Regions from separate parts of the Mus musculus genome. Here region 2 is linked to region 1. A link is a contact called in public ChIA-PET data. All regions are on one chromosome and are shown on one strand. Each heading gives the region's core, a stretch centred on a gene start, on an enhancer-like site or on the middle of the called end of the contact. The rest is flanking DNA. Distances are from core to core; before and after follow the strand shown.

The links. ChIA-PET counts read pairs in DNA pulled down with a chosen protein or histone mark.
Region 2: a contact with region 1 is called in an RNA polymerase II ChIA-PET map of memory CD8 T cells, with 72 read pairs. The contact joins the enhancer-like site here to the promoter of Dnajc22 in region 1. A contact is called at or near these places in 2 of 39 promoter capture datasets (3T3-L1-derived adipocytes and macrophages), 6 of 115 datasets of contacts at active chromatin or transcription factors (bone marrow-derived dendritic cells, embryonic hindbrain, embryonic stem cells and 3 more) and 3 of 9 other capture datasets (adipose tissue, macrophages and pancreatic islet).

Annotation. Positions count from the first base shown.
Region 1 is chr15:99,096,881-99,104,514 of GRCm38.p6, reverse strand. It overlaps Dnajc22 (DnaJ heat shock protein family (Hsp40) member C22), which reads right to left and starts at 5,031. Exons shown (of 3, transcript NM_176835.2): 1 at 4,915-5,031; 2 at 2,740-3,692; 3 at 1-199. The coding sequence starts at 3,579. The coding sequence ends at 20.
Region 2 is chr15:99,148,568-99,156,201 of GRCm38.p6, reverse strand. It overlaps Spats2 (spermatogenesis associated, serine-rich 2), which reads right to left. Exons shown (of 13, transcript NM_139140.1): 2 at 6,272-6,568. The coding sequence starts at 6,296. Among named protein-coding and RNA genes, the nearest start is that of Spats2, 26 kb to the right of the region's middle. Within about 2 kb of position 2,566, at least 22 of the 459 cell types and tissues checked have an H3K27ac peak or open chromatin away from gene starts, as enhancers often do. A contact at or near this core is called in memory CD8 T cells, where this site is marked.

The DNA.
Region 1 (7,634 bases), core at 3,782-6,281:
AAGTGGTTGCTTTTCACCTCTAGGATGCTCTAGGCTTCTTGGGCTGACTCAAGACTTCATACGCAGCCTGGATCTCCAGGAAGTGTCTCTGGGCCTCCTCCGTCTGGTGCCGGTTGTGATCTGGGTGCCAGACTTTCACCAGGTCCCGGTAACTCCGATGTATTTCTTCATTAGTTGCTCCTTCTGGGACGCCCAGAACCTCAGTGGAACAGAACTCACAAATTAGCCTCTCCTAAGTGCTTGGGGTCCCAGGGTCTCTACCTGCTTTCTGCTAAATCAAGCTCCTTAGAACTAGAATGGCCCAGAGCCTCAGACAGAACTTCATTCCTTGGGTAAGGGTATATTTCAGTAGTAGAGTGTGTCCCTGACTGGAGTAAGGACCTGGGTTTGATCCATAGCAGTGAGAGAAATACAAAGGAACCCCAAAACAAACAATGCCCCCATCCCCAAAAAGCCTCAGGATATCACGTCAGTCCCAGGATTCCTTTACTGGCAGCCGCAATTTCCAGGCTAGAACTCCATATCCTCCACAAGGTTCCCCCCTCCACAAGAAAAATAAGTGTCTGTACGCCCACCAGAAACCTGAGAAGATGCTTACAGGAACTTCATTGAAAAAAAAGTCCTAAGCTAGGGGTCTGGAGAGATGGCTCGGCAGTTAAGAGCACTGACTGCTCTTCCGGAGGTCCTGAGTTCAATTCCCAGCAACCACATGGTGGCTCACAACCATCTGTAATGTGATCTGATGCCCTCTTCTGGTGTGTCTGAAGAGAGTGACAGTGTACTCACATGCATAAAATAAATAAATAAATCTTTAAAAAAAAAGTCCTGGGGCTGGAGAGATGGCTCAGCAGTTAAGAGCACTGACTGTTCTTCCAGAGGTCCTGAGTTCAATTCCCAGCAACCATATGGTGGCTCACAACCATCTGTAATGAGATCTGATGCCCTCTTCTGGTGTGTCTGAAGACAGCAACACTGTACTCATATTTATAAAATAAATAAACAAATCTTTAAAAAAAAAAAAGTCCTAAGCTAGAAATGACCTAAATATTAACAATAGAGCGAATAAATAAGATTTGGAGGAACGACCATCCAGAAACTGCCCCACCTGGGGATCCATCCCATAAACAACCACCCAACCCAGACACTATTGCAGATGCTAACAAGATTTTGCTGACAAGAACCTGATATTGCTATCTCTTGAGAGCCGGAGAGGCTCTGCCAGTATCTGGCAAATACAGAAGTGAATGCTCACAGCCATCCATTGGACAGAGCACAGGGTCCCCAATGAAGGAGCTAGAGAAAGGACCCGAGGAGTCGAAGGGGTTTGCAGCCCCATAGGAGGAACAACAATATGAACTAACCAGTATCCCCAGAGATCCCTGGGACTAAACCACCAACCAAAGAGTACATATGGTAGGACTCATGGCTCTAGCTGCATATGTAGCAGAGGATGGCCTAGTTGGTTATCAATGGGAGGAGAGGCCCTTGGTCCTGTGAAGGTTCTATGCCCCAGTATAGGGGAATGACAGGGCCAGGAAGCAGGAGTGGGTGAGTTGGGGAGCAGGGGGAGGAGAGAGGGGATAGGGGATTTTCGGAGGGGAAACTAGGAAAGGGGATAACATTTGAAATGTAAATAAAGAAAATATCTAATAAAAAATATTTGGGCAGGATATGATAGAGCAATGAACGCAGATTGTTTCAAATTGCATGTTAAATGTGAATAAGTCTTATAAACAGAATGTTGAATGCAAAAAGTCAGATCTGTACTAGGTGATCCAGTTTATTTGATTGTCAAGAATAAAGAAAACTTGGACAAAGAAAAATAAGGAGGATGACGGGCATGGTGGCACACGCCTTTAATCCCAGTACTCGGAGGCAGAGGCAGGTGGATTTCTGAGTTTGAGGCCAGCCTGGTCTACAAAGTAAGTTCTAGAATAGCCAGGGCTATACAGAGAAACCCTGTCTCAAAAAACTAAATAAATAAATAAAAAAAATAAATAATGAGGGAAAGAAAGAAAGAAACAAAGAAAGAAACTAACTGAAAACTCATCTAGCTGACAGGTGGTACTTCTTGCTAATATTCATTCATGATACAGAGGCAGGAGGAATACAAACTGAGGCCAGCCTGGGTCTCCATATTATCCTGGTTTAGGCCAGCTAAAGGATGCACAGTAAGAACCTGTCTTTAAAAAAAAAGAAGAAGAAGAAGAAGAAGAAAAAAAAAAGGCTAGAGAGATGGCTAAGCGGTTAAGAGCACTGATTGCTTTTCTAGAGGTCCTGAGATCAATTCCCAGCAACCACATGGTGGCTCACAACCATCTGTAATGGGATCTGATGCCCTCTTCTGGTGTGTTCCCAGTTACAGTAGCCTGGAGTGGTGGCACACGCCTTTAATCCCAGCACTCGGGAGGCAGAGGCAGGCAGATTTCTGAGTTCAAGGCCAACCTGGTCTACAAAGTGAGTTCCAGGACAGCCAGGGCTACACAGAGAAACCCTGTCTCAAAAAACAAAAAACAAAACAAAACAACAACAACAAAAGTATTTATTATTCATGTGTCTTCCTCATGTACCTTCATGAAGCCCAAAGAAGCCAGGATCCCCTTTCAAGGCATAGCTGGCCAGACTCAGAACAGAGCTCCCTCATGCAAGCTACAAGCTCCTGCAGGGCTTCCATCGCTCAGAGTCCAGACAGGCTCTCCTCTCTGAGGAGACTTACCCGAAGAGGGAAGAAAGGCTTACCTGGTGAGCCAGCTGAAGTTTCTCATCCTGAAAACTGTCGACAAACTCATAGAGCTTTTCCCACTCCTGGAACCGGCTGCTGTTGAAGCCAGGACCTCCGACCAGTAGCCACCAGATCCGGCAAGGCAGAAGCAAGACAGACTCCACGAGGCGGCCAAGAAGTGGGAAAAAGCTGAACCAACTCAAGAAGGAACCCAGGGTTTCTGCCACGTAGTTAATGGTGGCAGCTGTGTTGTACATCGTACTGTAGGCCAGAGGGCCGGTGAAGGCGAGGTAAGCCAAGCCCACGCGGTAGAGCCGCACACTAAGTGTCTCTGACCCCGCTGAGGCTTTGTATCGTCGATGCTTCTGGGCTGTAATGCTGGCAGCCAAACTGATAGGCAGGATGGCTATGGGGCGGCCATAGAACACAGGGGACGTGAGGAAGGCCGCTCCTAAGGTATTCTTAAAGTCTGAGGTCTGGTTACCAACAGCAGCTACCAGCAAGACCCCTAAGCCAACAGCCAGTGGGAGGCCCACTATATAGAAGTTGTCCATGGAAGAAAGGCTGACTAGAGCCACAAGACCAAAATAGACACCCACTACTATCTGGGAAGCAAAGCGAAGGAGACTGAGAGGTGGTCTCTCCTCTTCCGGCCTCTGTTTCCAACTCTGGACTCTGTTGGCTTGAGCCACAAAGCTCGGGAGCTTCCAGAATTCCCAGAGCCAGCCCAACCCACCACCTCCCAGGGTGAGCATCCAGAGCAGGGCATGGCTGTCCCTTCCCAGGTACAGGTGGTGGAGCCCAACAGGACCCCCCAAAGCCCAAAGGACATAGGTCATCAGCAGCCCTTTGGCCATCCTCTAGGGCAAGAGTCTCAGAGAAAATCCAGTGGCGTTTGACATTGATCAAATTGCAGAAATCTCAAGGTCCTCTGTGAGAATCACTGCAGTCTGGAGGGTCATCCTTAGGCCTGAGAGGTGAAGCAAGGAGAAAGGCTCAGCAGTAATAAAAATCAAGCTAGCCCTACCTCGGGGTCTCTCAGGTACTAGATGTCTCCTATCTTCCGTTAGCACCCCAGTCCTGTTATTTACAATCACAGTGACTCCATATTTAAGGGAGGAAATGCTTCAATTAAAATATTTTCATTTATTTATTATTAATTTATTGATATTTGAGGCACAGTCTTATTGCACGTTCCAAACTGGTCTTATGCGGCCATAGCTGAGGACATCTTGGTCTTCCTGCCCCTACCTCCTCAAGTGCTGAGGTTATAGGCATGTGCCACCATGTCCAAGGAAGAGAATGTTTTTGTTTTTAAGATTTATTCATTATTATGCATACGTACACTGTAGCTGTGCTCAGACACACCAGAAGAGGGCATCAGATCCCATTACAGATGGTTGTGAACCACCAGGTAGAGTCAGTGCTCTTAACCGGCTGAGCCATCTCTCCACCCCCAGGAAGAGAATGTTTTAAGTGACTTTAAGTTGGGACACTGAGAACTAGGTGCCTGAACAACAACAACAACAACTCAAAAGCTTGGGACTAACGGGTGACCCAGGGGTCACTTGGGGTTTAAATTCCCAGCACCCACATGGCAGCTCATAGATGCCCTCTTCTGGTCTCCAAGGATATCAGGAGTGCATGCAGTGCACACACAAAGGTTCAAGCAAAACACCCGTGTACATAAAGTAAAATTGAGAAAGAATAAGAAGGGGGAAAAAAGAAGCTTAAATTTCTATCCTCCCCTTAGACTCTGGAATAGTAATGGCTCACAGGAAAGGGCTGAAGAGAATACTTTTTCACTGTTTCAAACCCCTTTGAAAGCCAGTGTCTTAGCCAAACTCACTCCTTTAACATCGTGTGTGTGTGTGTGTGTGTGTGTGTGTGTGTGTGTGTGTGTGTGTGTGTGTGTGTGTAAGCGGGTGCATTCTGTAACTCGGCCAAAGCCCTTTCCAGCTTTCCCATCTCCCCAGACTATGCCGTTCTCCCACAAGCCAAATTTGAAAGGGACCCTGAACTCCTTCCACTTAAACGTTCTGGAGAACATTTTGACCCAGACCTTAGCACCCCACAGCCCAGCCATCCTATCCCTATCAACCAGATCGAAGGCACTCTACAAAGCGGCCGCAAAAATCCTCAGAATATCAAATCTGCCTGCCAATCGTCTTACCTACTTCAAGCAAACTCACCCTCAGGCAGTCCCAGCAGGGCCGCAGTACCTGGCAGCCCAGGCTTCCAGGCTGCTTCAGAACAGCCATTGCCTTTGAACACAGATTCAAAATGGCCCCTCTGTAACTGCTCTCACCTCCACACAAGTGGACTTTGTCCCTCAGTGCTGGGTGACTGTGTTTGAAGTCAGGCCACCTCCTGCAGGCCCCGCCCCGAAAGCCCTGGTCAGCCCCTTCGTAGCCACCTTCCGGTCCTGTGTTCCTGGGCTCTGATCGCCCTCTCTACGGGAAGCTTTCCCCAGACTCACCCAGTTTTACACTGTAGGGCCTGGAACCGCGCCCCACTCCCGGCAGTGCGCACCTCTTGCAGCACTTCATTAACACCGCCAGATGGCGCTGCCGTTTACGGAAGGGAGGGTCCCCAAAAGTCCCAGATCTCCTTTTTGCAAGGTTGGGACATTCCTGGTCAAAGCTGTCCGAACCGTGCAGCTACCTGGCGGGAGAAAAAGGGCGACTCTATCAATAAAATTAAAAATCTCGACTTCCTCTCCTCTCCGCCACAAATGGGAGGTGATCCCTGTCTCGCTTCTCTCTGTACTCCAAGACGGCCATTATAGGATCACGTCTAATTTCTTAAAGGAGAGACATCCACTCAGAGGTGAAGGAGAGAGCCCCTCAAGACCCGCAATTCTGCCTCACTACCTTGCTTCCAGGCCTTCCAGTTAGGGGACTCCACAGCCAGACCTGGGAGTCTGAGCCTGCATAGCCCAGAATCCATAGAGCCAGAAGCTGTTCAGACCCTTGTAGCCTGAAGCAAAGGGGGGGGGGGGAACCCACACCAGCAAGGGATACAGGGTGGGGGCGAGCCATCAGAAGAGTAAGGGCAAACCCAGGGAGACTCGGGGGAGAGGAGCCTGCCTTCTCGCTTGGACGCTGGAATGGAGCTGGCTTACAAGATGCCTTCAACATCCCGGGCTACAATCCCCGAGCAGCTCCGTGACCTTGGCCAAGTCACACCCTTTCCTGAGCTTCAGTTTCTTTTAAAAGAAGCTTGGATCTACGAAATTCCCCAGGCTTGATTAGAGGTAGGGATGGAGCCGGTGGGCTTCACTTAGGGTCACTTGTCAACAGTGGGCAGAATGTTTTAGCTCCCTCCAACGTCTAGTTCTAGCTGGGGACTAGATATGGCCCCTTTAGGGCTGAGGAGGGGCGACAAAACGACAACCCAGCCACGGCTGGGGACGGGGGGCGGACGGGGGCGCTGAATAATGAATGAGACTTAATTGGGCCCGCTCTGCGCGGCGGCGCGCTAAGCTTGGCAAACAGCGCGGGCAGAAGCAGCCGCCGCCGCTGGACAAACAAACTCGCTCGGGAGCCGGGAGCCCAGTGCGAACCGCCTGGAGGGGGAGGGGACCCCGGGGAGCCAGGTCTCCTGCTCGCAGGAGGGGCCCAGAAGTGTCCAAAAACGCGAAAGGGATGAAGGCTTCGGGCCCAGCCTAGAAAGGACGGACTGGGGAGGGAGCGAAGCAGATTTTTGCCGTAGAGCCCTGGGACCCAAGGGCAATGTAAGCGCGTGAAAAAGATGGAGAAAAGAGTGGAGGACGGAGAAGAGAGTGAGAAATGAGCGAGGAAAAGGCACATCTGGAGGAGGGTGGTGGAGGGTGAGGGGCGAGAGGAGGACCATTACTGTGAGGAGAGGGCAGAGCGATGGAGAAACGAGAAGGGAGGCACAGGGGACCTAGAGAAGAAGAATTGAGGAAGAGTCAAGGAGAGGGATGAGAGGTGACCGGAATGAGAACAGGGGTGACAGGGTGGGCGAGAGGAGCCCCTGCCTGCGCCTCGCCCTGCCTCGCTCCCGCCCTACGCTCTCTCCAGCCGTCCGCACTCACTTTGTCACAATTACGGGGCCGTCACTCGGCCGGGATTGTTTTCCCCAAATTGTTGTTCTATAAACTGGCTCGGGGTGGGAGGTGGGGTGGGGGTGGGGGGAATCTGACAAGCTGAAGCGGGAGGGAGGGGAGCGTGTGAGCAGCTGTCGAGGGCATAGTAACGTATTTACCCGCCACTGGCCCAGGGCTGGCCTTGGCTGATACAGAAACCCGTGAGGAAATTGATGGCCACCCCAACCTTCGCCACCGTCCCCGATTTTTCATCTTCCAGGCCTCTCTCGGTCTCAGCTGCCTCGGTTTCCCCAACCGAACGCGGCAGGTACTGGAGGCCGAGGCGATGACCAGACAGGACCAAAAGTTGCTTAGCCTTTCCCCAGTCTCTCTGGCCGGCGCCCTCCAGCGCCTGCTCACGTCGCAGGTTTGCACTCTCATTCCTAAGTGTGCCCAGGTCCCCTCACCCCGGCGCCGCTCGCTACCCTAGACCACCTTGTCGCTCCTCTATTCTGCAAACATCTGTTGCGCCCACTGAGCGAGAACTGCGCTGGCTTCCAGCTGCCCCCCTCCGCCCCCAACACCTCCCCCGCCCGCCTCCTCCCCGCCAGCCCAGCTTGTCGGCTCCGTGACAGCCGCCGCCGAAGCCCGGGCCCCGCGGGAGCGGCCGGAGAGGAGACGCTGCATGGCTGGCTCCGACACCGGCCTCCCTCGCGGCTCCAGGGGCAACGGAGGATGGCGGCCGCTGAAGCGAGACCGGAGTCGGCCGCTGGAGTTGGCAGGACTAGACGGGGGAGGGGGGAGGCCTTGGGTGGGCTCCTCTCGGCTTCTTTTAAATCCTGTCTTTCTTAGTCGGTCGCC
Region 2 (7,634 bases), core at 1,317-3,816, 54 kb before region 1:
GAAAGTCCTTGAGCTGACCATGGGCTTGGAATTCAGGAAGAACGTTGCCTATACAGTGACATTCAGAATTGCTTCTGGCATTACACTATCACTTTAATAAAAGCTAGGTCATTGCCTTACACAGGAATTTACCATCATCTAGGAAGAAGGAAGTTTAAGACCTAAAGAGGAACCAGAGTAGATACTTAGAACTATAGATAGCTGAGTTACACCCATACACAAGTATTTACAATGGCCTAGGGGAAAGGTGGACTACCAAAACTGGTTTTCAACCTCCCCCTGGCTTTCGACCTTGTTGCCCTCCCTTTTAGGGCCCCTATTGGGACTCCTATTATTGATCTCCTACGGTCCTTGGGCATTTCAGAAATTGACCCGATTTGTTAAATCTCAAATTGATTCATCTCTTTCAAGCGCATTTGTTTCAGTTCATTACCATCAGCTGGACGTTGGCGATAACAAGCAGGTTACTAGAAAAGAGTCAGACATAGATGCCGCTTCATCACCCTCGTCTGGAGGGGGGGGGGAGACTCAATTTCCATAAAATGCTTAAGTAAGATCATTCCCCTCCCCCTAAATTCGGCCATCAGTCTCATGCCACGAATCATTTATAGATTGCCGTAGTCTGTGCTTCAGACATGGTAATATACATTCTCGCCACATTGGAAGCTAAACAGTCATCCCAGGCTAGACACATCAAAAAATTAGAACTTGAAGCCGTCACCCGTGAGAGTTGTAAGACTAAGTACTGCACAGAGATTAGTCTGGAAGCTGTTAGACAGTCTCTGAGAGGCATGTCTGATTACATGAAGGTTGAGTGCCTAGGGTCCTTCCCTCAGGAAAAACCTCACGGGAACAGGTCAGGGTTACTCTGGGTAAAAATCTATGGGCCTAAGAGTCAATCTGTACATGGCCTCTAACATTGCACACTGGGGATCAGACCTCTACCTCTACCCACGGAGCTTGCTTCGTTCCTAAATCCCTTGGCTAGCTCAGGTGATACCCAACAGACTGGAACCATTGATTCAAGCCTCATAGATGACTTGTCCTTGTGTCCTTCGTGGTTTTAGAGACTCACCCGGTGAGCAAACAGACATTTAGGTGGTCGTTAAAAACGTAGCTACAAATTTATTATACAATATGCCTTTATAAAAATATTAAAACGGGGGAGATGTTAGGAGCTATTAAGACAACACAATTGTCCTGATCTCTGAATTGGGCCTCTCCCCCCCGAGAAGAAAAGGGGGTCAAAAGCGGGCCACCGACACACCGATTCCGAGAACAACCACAGATTGTTCCAGTCCTAAGTCATCGCTGAAGTCCTGACCACATCCTGATACCACCAAGTTCCTGCTTCCCCGTGTAGCTGCCAAAAGAAAAAATTTCTATTGCCCCCCCCCCCACTGATAAGTACTTCTCCTTTTGCTTGTATTGCCCCACCCCTCCTGCTGATAAGTACCTGTACTTCCCCTTTTGCTTGTACATGGGCCTGGCTAATACATTGGGGCTTTGACGCAACTCAGAACGTTTCTGTGTTATTCGCACAAGGCCCTCGTCTCTCTCTACCCCCATTTGGTCCTTAGGAGAAGGTCCCCTCGAGACCCTCGAATAACTGGACCTGCTGGACGAGTCAGGAAAGAAAAGAGAAAAAGAAGAGGAGAAACGAGGAGGGGAGGAGAGAGAAGGAAAGGAAAGAAATCAGACAAAGGTGTTTTAGGCCTAATGATGACATAAAGCCAAAAGTAACCCAAGAAAAAGCCGAGGTAAAGAGCTGGGGCAACTGAAGCTTGGCGCATGGCTGCTGTCACTGTAAACCAAATGGTGGCTCCATTAAAGATTAAACAGATCTACTGTAAGATTCAGCAACCCCACTTCTGGGTATATACACAAAGACGTGAACACACAGAGGCTCTGTCAAGTGCTGAAGAGACTTTTTTTTTTTTTTTTTTTTTTTTTTTTTTTGGTTTTTCGAGACAGGGTTTCTCTGTATAGCCCTGGTTGTCCTGAAACTCACTTTGTAGACCAGGCTGGCCTCGAACTCAGAAATCCACCTGCCTCTGCCTCCCGAGTGCTGGGATTAAAGGCGTGCGCCACCACGCCCGGCTGAAGAGACTTTCATGAACAGATTGCTCTTCATCAGAAGACCTGCCTACCCTCCACTCTAGACTGCTATAGCCAACTTAAGTGTACAGAAGAGTCCACCCAGGTGTGGAGATTCGCAGGGAGCTACTAAATTTGTAGCTTTTATTTAGATTGATTACACCGTTTCCTACCATATAAATGATGACAAAGCATTCCTTTGACAAGGTGAGGTGAAAAATGGGATTATAATCTGAGACTCCCTCCTCATACTCTGCAGTGCTGGGCATCAAACCCAAGGCTTCCTGCACACTAGGTAAAAGCTCTACCACTGAACAATGCTCCCAGCCTGGGCCATCGGTTACAGACAGTACTGTCCCTGTCCAGAGTGACACACTGAGTGTGGCGCTCCGCTCCGTGTTGCACAAAATGCCTGCTGTTGTTCACTTGACACTACCGCACAGAGCCATTACGCCAACAGTGCCGTGGCAGCCAGCTTCCTGTGGAACCCACAGCTCTGACTCTACACAGACAGGAAGTAGATGAGGAACAGTATGGTTTATAGTTACCGTGGCCAAAGAAAGGTAAGAAATGCAGGTAAATACAGGCAAAGTTAGAAAAGAGCAAGCCTGGAAGCCCAGATAACCTGGAAGTATGGTTATCAGACTATCATTAGCCATCTTTCTTCTATTATTCAACTCTCTTTGAAAATTAAAAAGTAAGTCAGGCATGGTGGGCACTTGGGAGGCAGAGGCAGGGGATCTCTGTGAGTCTGAGGCCAGCCTGGTCTACAGAGCAAGTTCCCGGGACACACAAGGCTACATAGAGAATAAAAGTAAACTCAAGAGCCCACAGTAAATCAGCAGGCAAAGGTCTCATTGGCAAGTCTGGTGATCTGCGTGCATCCCTGGGCCTCACTCAGATGGTAGAAGGAGAAAAGGACTCCTCCAAGTTCCCCTCTGAGCTGCACATGGACGCCACGTCACACACTCAAACACGAAGCCATGCATGTCCCTACACAGATACATGCACACACAGAATAAATAAGCAAGCAAACACAAAACTTCTTTAAAAAATAAACTGAAAAGAAATGCCTGAACAACGTCAACTCTTGTAGCAGTGGTTCTTGTATGAACTGGACACACCTAGCACTGACCACCAAAGTGAGCATTCCTCGGGGTCTCTCTCTGGCCTGGGGCTTGCACCTAGACGAGGCTGGCTGGCAACTGAGTACCAGAAATCCATCTGTCTCTGTCTCCCTGGCACTGGGTTACAAGATAGATGAAAGAAAGAAAGGGGAGAGAAGGGAAGTAAGGAGAGAGGGAAAGGAAGGACAGAAGGAAGGAGGTTCAGGTAGAAGGGAAGCAGAGGGAGGGAGGGAGGGAGGGAGGGAGGGAGGGAGGGAGGGAGGGAGCGATGGAACAGCCATGTATGGATGAGGGGCAAAGCAGAGGTGACCTACATGGTGGGTCATAAAAGATGGGTCAGCAAATAAACATGGTGTCTAGTAAGTCTATATCTTAGCTTTTCCTCATCAATGAGCTATGCCATGCCATTTCATACCAGCTTGGAAAACTGTTACAAAATTATAAATGGAGCTGTTTCTTCACATGAACTACTGGAACCTGTAGGAGCTTGGGCTCTACTGCAAACGTAAGCGCAAGGAGGGAAGCTGTCAACACGGAGTGGAGCAGCACGCAGCTTTAGTGCCACCAGCGAGGCAGAGGCAGGCCAGGGCTACTTAAGAGAGCTTGTCAAAAGAGAGAGAGAGTGGAGGGAGGGGGGGAGAGAGAGAGAAGCAGAACTGTTAACTAGCTTAGGGTATTCTCAAGCTTCAAAACTGAAGATTTTAGTATCGGAGTGATAACCTTTTATTCTACCAATAGTGCTTAATAATGAAGAAAAGGACGATTAAGAAAAAAAGGACATTTAGAAAAATAAAGAAAACATGGGGCTGAGGAGACAGCTCCCCCATACATAACACTCTTGCTGTTCAAGGATGAGGCCCTAGTTTAATGTCCAAAACCAAAGCTGGGCTTGCTTGGTGGCTTGCGTGTGCCTATCTATAATCCCAGCTGGGGAGTGAGAGGCAGGCTGACTAATGCAAGCTTGCTGGCCAGCCAGCCTAGCCTAATTGGCAAGTCCCAGGCTACAAGAGAGGCCTTGTTTTAAAAGCCATGAGGACCAGACCTAAAGAGGAACAAAGCTAAGGTTGTCCTTAGTCTTGTGTGCATGTGTGTGTGTGCGCGTGCACCTATGCGCGCAAGTATACACGTGAATGCTTGAAAAGGGAGCAAATCAGAGATGGGAAATGTAGATGACAAAATGCCACTTGGTATGATTTCTAGCTCACTCTGAATAACACCACTGCAGTATACTCCGGTAGCCTTTCAGAGCAAACACTTACACGGAAAAAAGAGGCTATCGGTTTGAAAGCGAGCAAAGAAGGGTAGATAAGAGGGTGTGGGAGGGGGAAAGGGTGGGGAGAGTAGTGCAATTATTTGAAATATGAAAGAAATAAACCTTACAGAAGAGCAGGTTTGGTTCCTGGCATCCACACAAAAGGCTCACAACCACCTGTAACTCCAGCTCCAGGGGGCTCTGACAGGCTCTTCTGGACTCCATGGAGACACACACACACACACACACACACACACACACACACACACACACGAAGGCCCTTCTTGTCAGAGGCCCTTCTTGTCGGAGTAAATCACTGACAGCCACGTGCTATGTCCCCTTTCCTCACGGTGGCTCTCACGTGTAGGAGGGAATAGAAGCTTGTCTTCAAGTGTAACTGCAGCAAGAGCAATCATGTTGTTGACTAAAAGGAGATAGTATACATTTTTTCCAGTTTATAAGTCATCACACTTGAACTCTTTTAGTAACCTAACCATTCCTTACAGCGTAAGTTTTCTTTATTAAAATCTGTTATATGAAGAACATAAAACTTTCAAAACTAGGAGGAGCTCTGCCATATTATATTATTAGGTTTTTGAACTGTCAAATCAAAATTAAAAGCGTATTTAGTATGTGAAGACCTCAATTCATGGAGTTGTGTTTTGAATTAAAGAACATTAGGCTGAAAATTAAAATGAACAAGAGAAGAAAGTCAAGACACCTTGGGCCATTCCTGAAATGAGGGCACAGCGGCCCTGTGCGGTGGTGACCCTCGGCTCCCGTGGCGGCTCCAGTGCACTGGAGAAGGGCCCTGTGCAGCCATTTTTGCTTCCCTCAGTGTAACCTCTCTTCATACTTCCTGCCTGTGTCTTCCATTTTGCCAGGAAGGCAAACCTGGAAGGAAAGCTAAAGAAGGAAAGGAGCCAGGAAGCCCTCACCCTCACACCACTTCCTTCCCTGAGAATAGGAACCATGAGGCAGGAAGCAGCTCCCATCGCGCCTCACGCCTTGCCATCATTGTAGGAACGGACGGCAGCAGAGGGTCACACCTCACCCTCCAGCAAATTTATTACAATTAGATAGATCTGTCTTGAGTAGGAAAGCAATTTCTTTTTTTTTCTTTTTCTTTTCCCCTTCCCTTCTCCCTCTTGCTCCAGCCCTGCTCGCTCTGGGCCCCACTTGCTTCGGTCCATAGTTTTTTTGGGTTTGTTGTTGTTGTTGGTTTTTTTTGTTTTGTTTTTGGGGGGCGGGTGGGTTGTTTTGGGGTTTTTTGTTTTTTTGGTTTTTTTTTTTTTGTTTTTTGTTTTTTTTTTTTTTGGTTTTTCGAGACAGGGTTTCTCTGTGTAGCCTTGGCTGTCCTGGAACTCACTCTGTAGACCAGGCTGGCCTCGAACTCAGAAATCTGCCTGCCTCTGCCTCCCGAGTGCTGGGTCAGTGCTCTTAACTGCTGAGCCTTCTCACCAGCCCAGGAAAGCAATTTCTAAGGAGATCAAGTCCCTTATCAAGCGTATATGCAGAACTAACACCAAGACAATGCTTGAGAAGTGGCTCAGGACACATTACTGAATGAACCGCTCCAAACCACACACCTACCTGAGGATCCTCGCCTCACGAGTGCCCCAGGCCTGAGCTTTAGTCCCTGTCGCCATGCTCTGGGGCTTGCGTATTCACACAACGCTCGAGACTAAAACCCAGGGCCCCGTGCATGCTGGGCAAGCATCCACCACTAAGCTACACACATCCCCTGATGGCAACAGTCATTCTCTTAACAATTTATGCACATATGTGATCTTACCTTTCTGGCTTTGTTTCCTAGACATTGCAGTTTCCTCACGATCAAATTAAAAAAGAAAGAAAAAAGAAAAGAAAGAGAGAAAACAAGCAAAAACCAGAAGAAATTATCTTCGTCCAAGTTCTGGGAATCCTGCTAATTTAAAAGTGGCAATAGAAGTCTATAGTTGGAAGTGATAAATCCAAAATCCTGGTTGTTTAAGATTCTGTTCTCTAGCTGTCAATTTCTTTTCCTTCTCTGGTATCAACTTCTTGTCAGGATGAATCTCCGCAGACAGTCATGTCTTTCCCCAGGGAGATCCTAGGAGGAAAACCACACACACGTTTACTGCTGCGATAACGAGCATCCTCCACGGGACGAGAGTTCCTATGGAACAGGCTTCAGTTACTAAAATGCACCGCCATTGTCTCAAGCAAACCTGACCATGTTAGCCGAAAAGTCTGTTCCTTCTCTTGGCCCCTTTCCTTCTCTCTGGGACTCAGATCTCTGGCACGTTACCCCGCCCGCAGGGCACAGCGCTCTACGTATAGAGCGAATCCCTTGCCAGAGCATCTTTTACAGCCGTTGGAGATGATCACAAGGGACCAGCATGCAGAGGGCTGCTCGCCCATAGCACCCAGCCCAGGCCGAGGACCACTAACCCGGGGCCCTCGCTGATGCATCCAAACACAGCCCCTACACTTAAGGCACGGGGAACACTGAGAAAGATGGGGGGACGACTGCAAGAGGCAGAGGACCAGAAGACTGTCTAGATGTGACAAGGAAGCTGCCCCCATGACACTCAACTATAAATACAGCTGTTCAAACAAGGCCTGACAAGGACAACACCAGCTGGCAGGCCATGGACGAGGGGACTCCCGCCAGCCTCATCCTGAGATGAGAGAATTGCTGAGAGGGAGAATTGGTCTCCCCAGGGATGAGCCCCCAAATGGCTACCCAATGCCAAGGCTCAGCCCTGAGAAACACACACAGAAGAGCAACACCCAATGGACTCAGCACATGGCATGTCTATATTTATTGCATACACACATGTAAAAATAATAGCTAAGGAAAAAGAAGCTATGACTTTGAGATGGGGGGGGCCAGAACATGGAAGCGGTTAGACAGGTAAGAAATGATATAATTATATTTTAATATATTTTAAAAGTACATTTTCACTTTTATTTTGAGGCAATATTTACACTGTGTGGTGGTGGTGCACACCTTCAATCCCAGCACTCGGGAGACAGAGGCAGATGGACCTCTGAGTTTGAGGCCAGCCTAGTCTAAGAATCAGGTTCCAGGGCAGCCAGGGCCCCACAGAGAAACCCTGTCTCCAAAGAGAGGGGGTGGGACATTGATTTTTAGTTCTTCAAGTTTCTTCAAG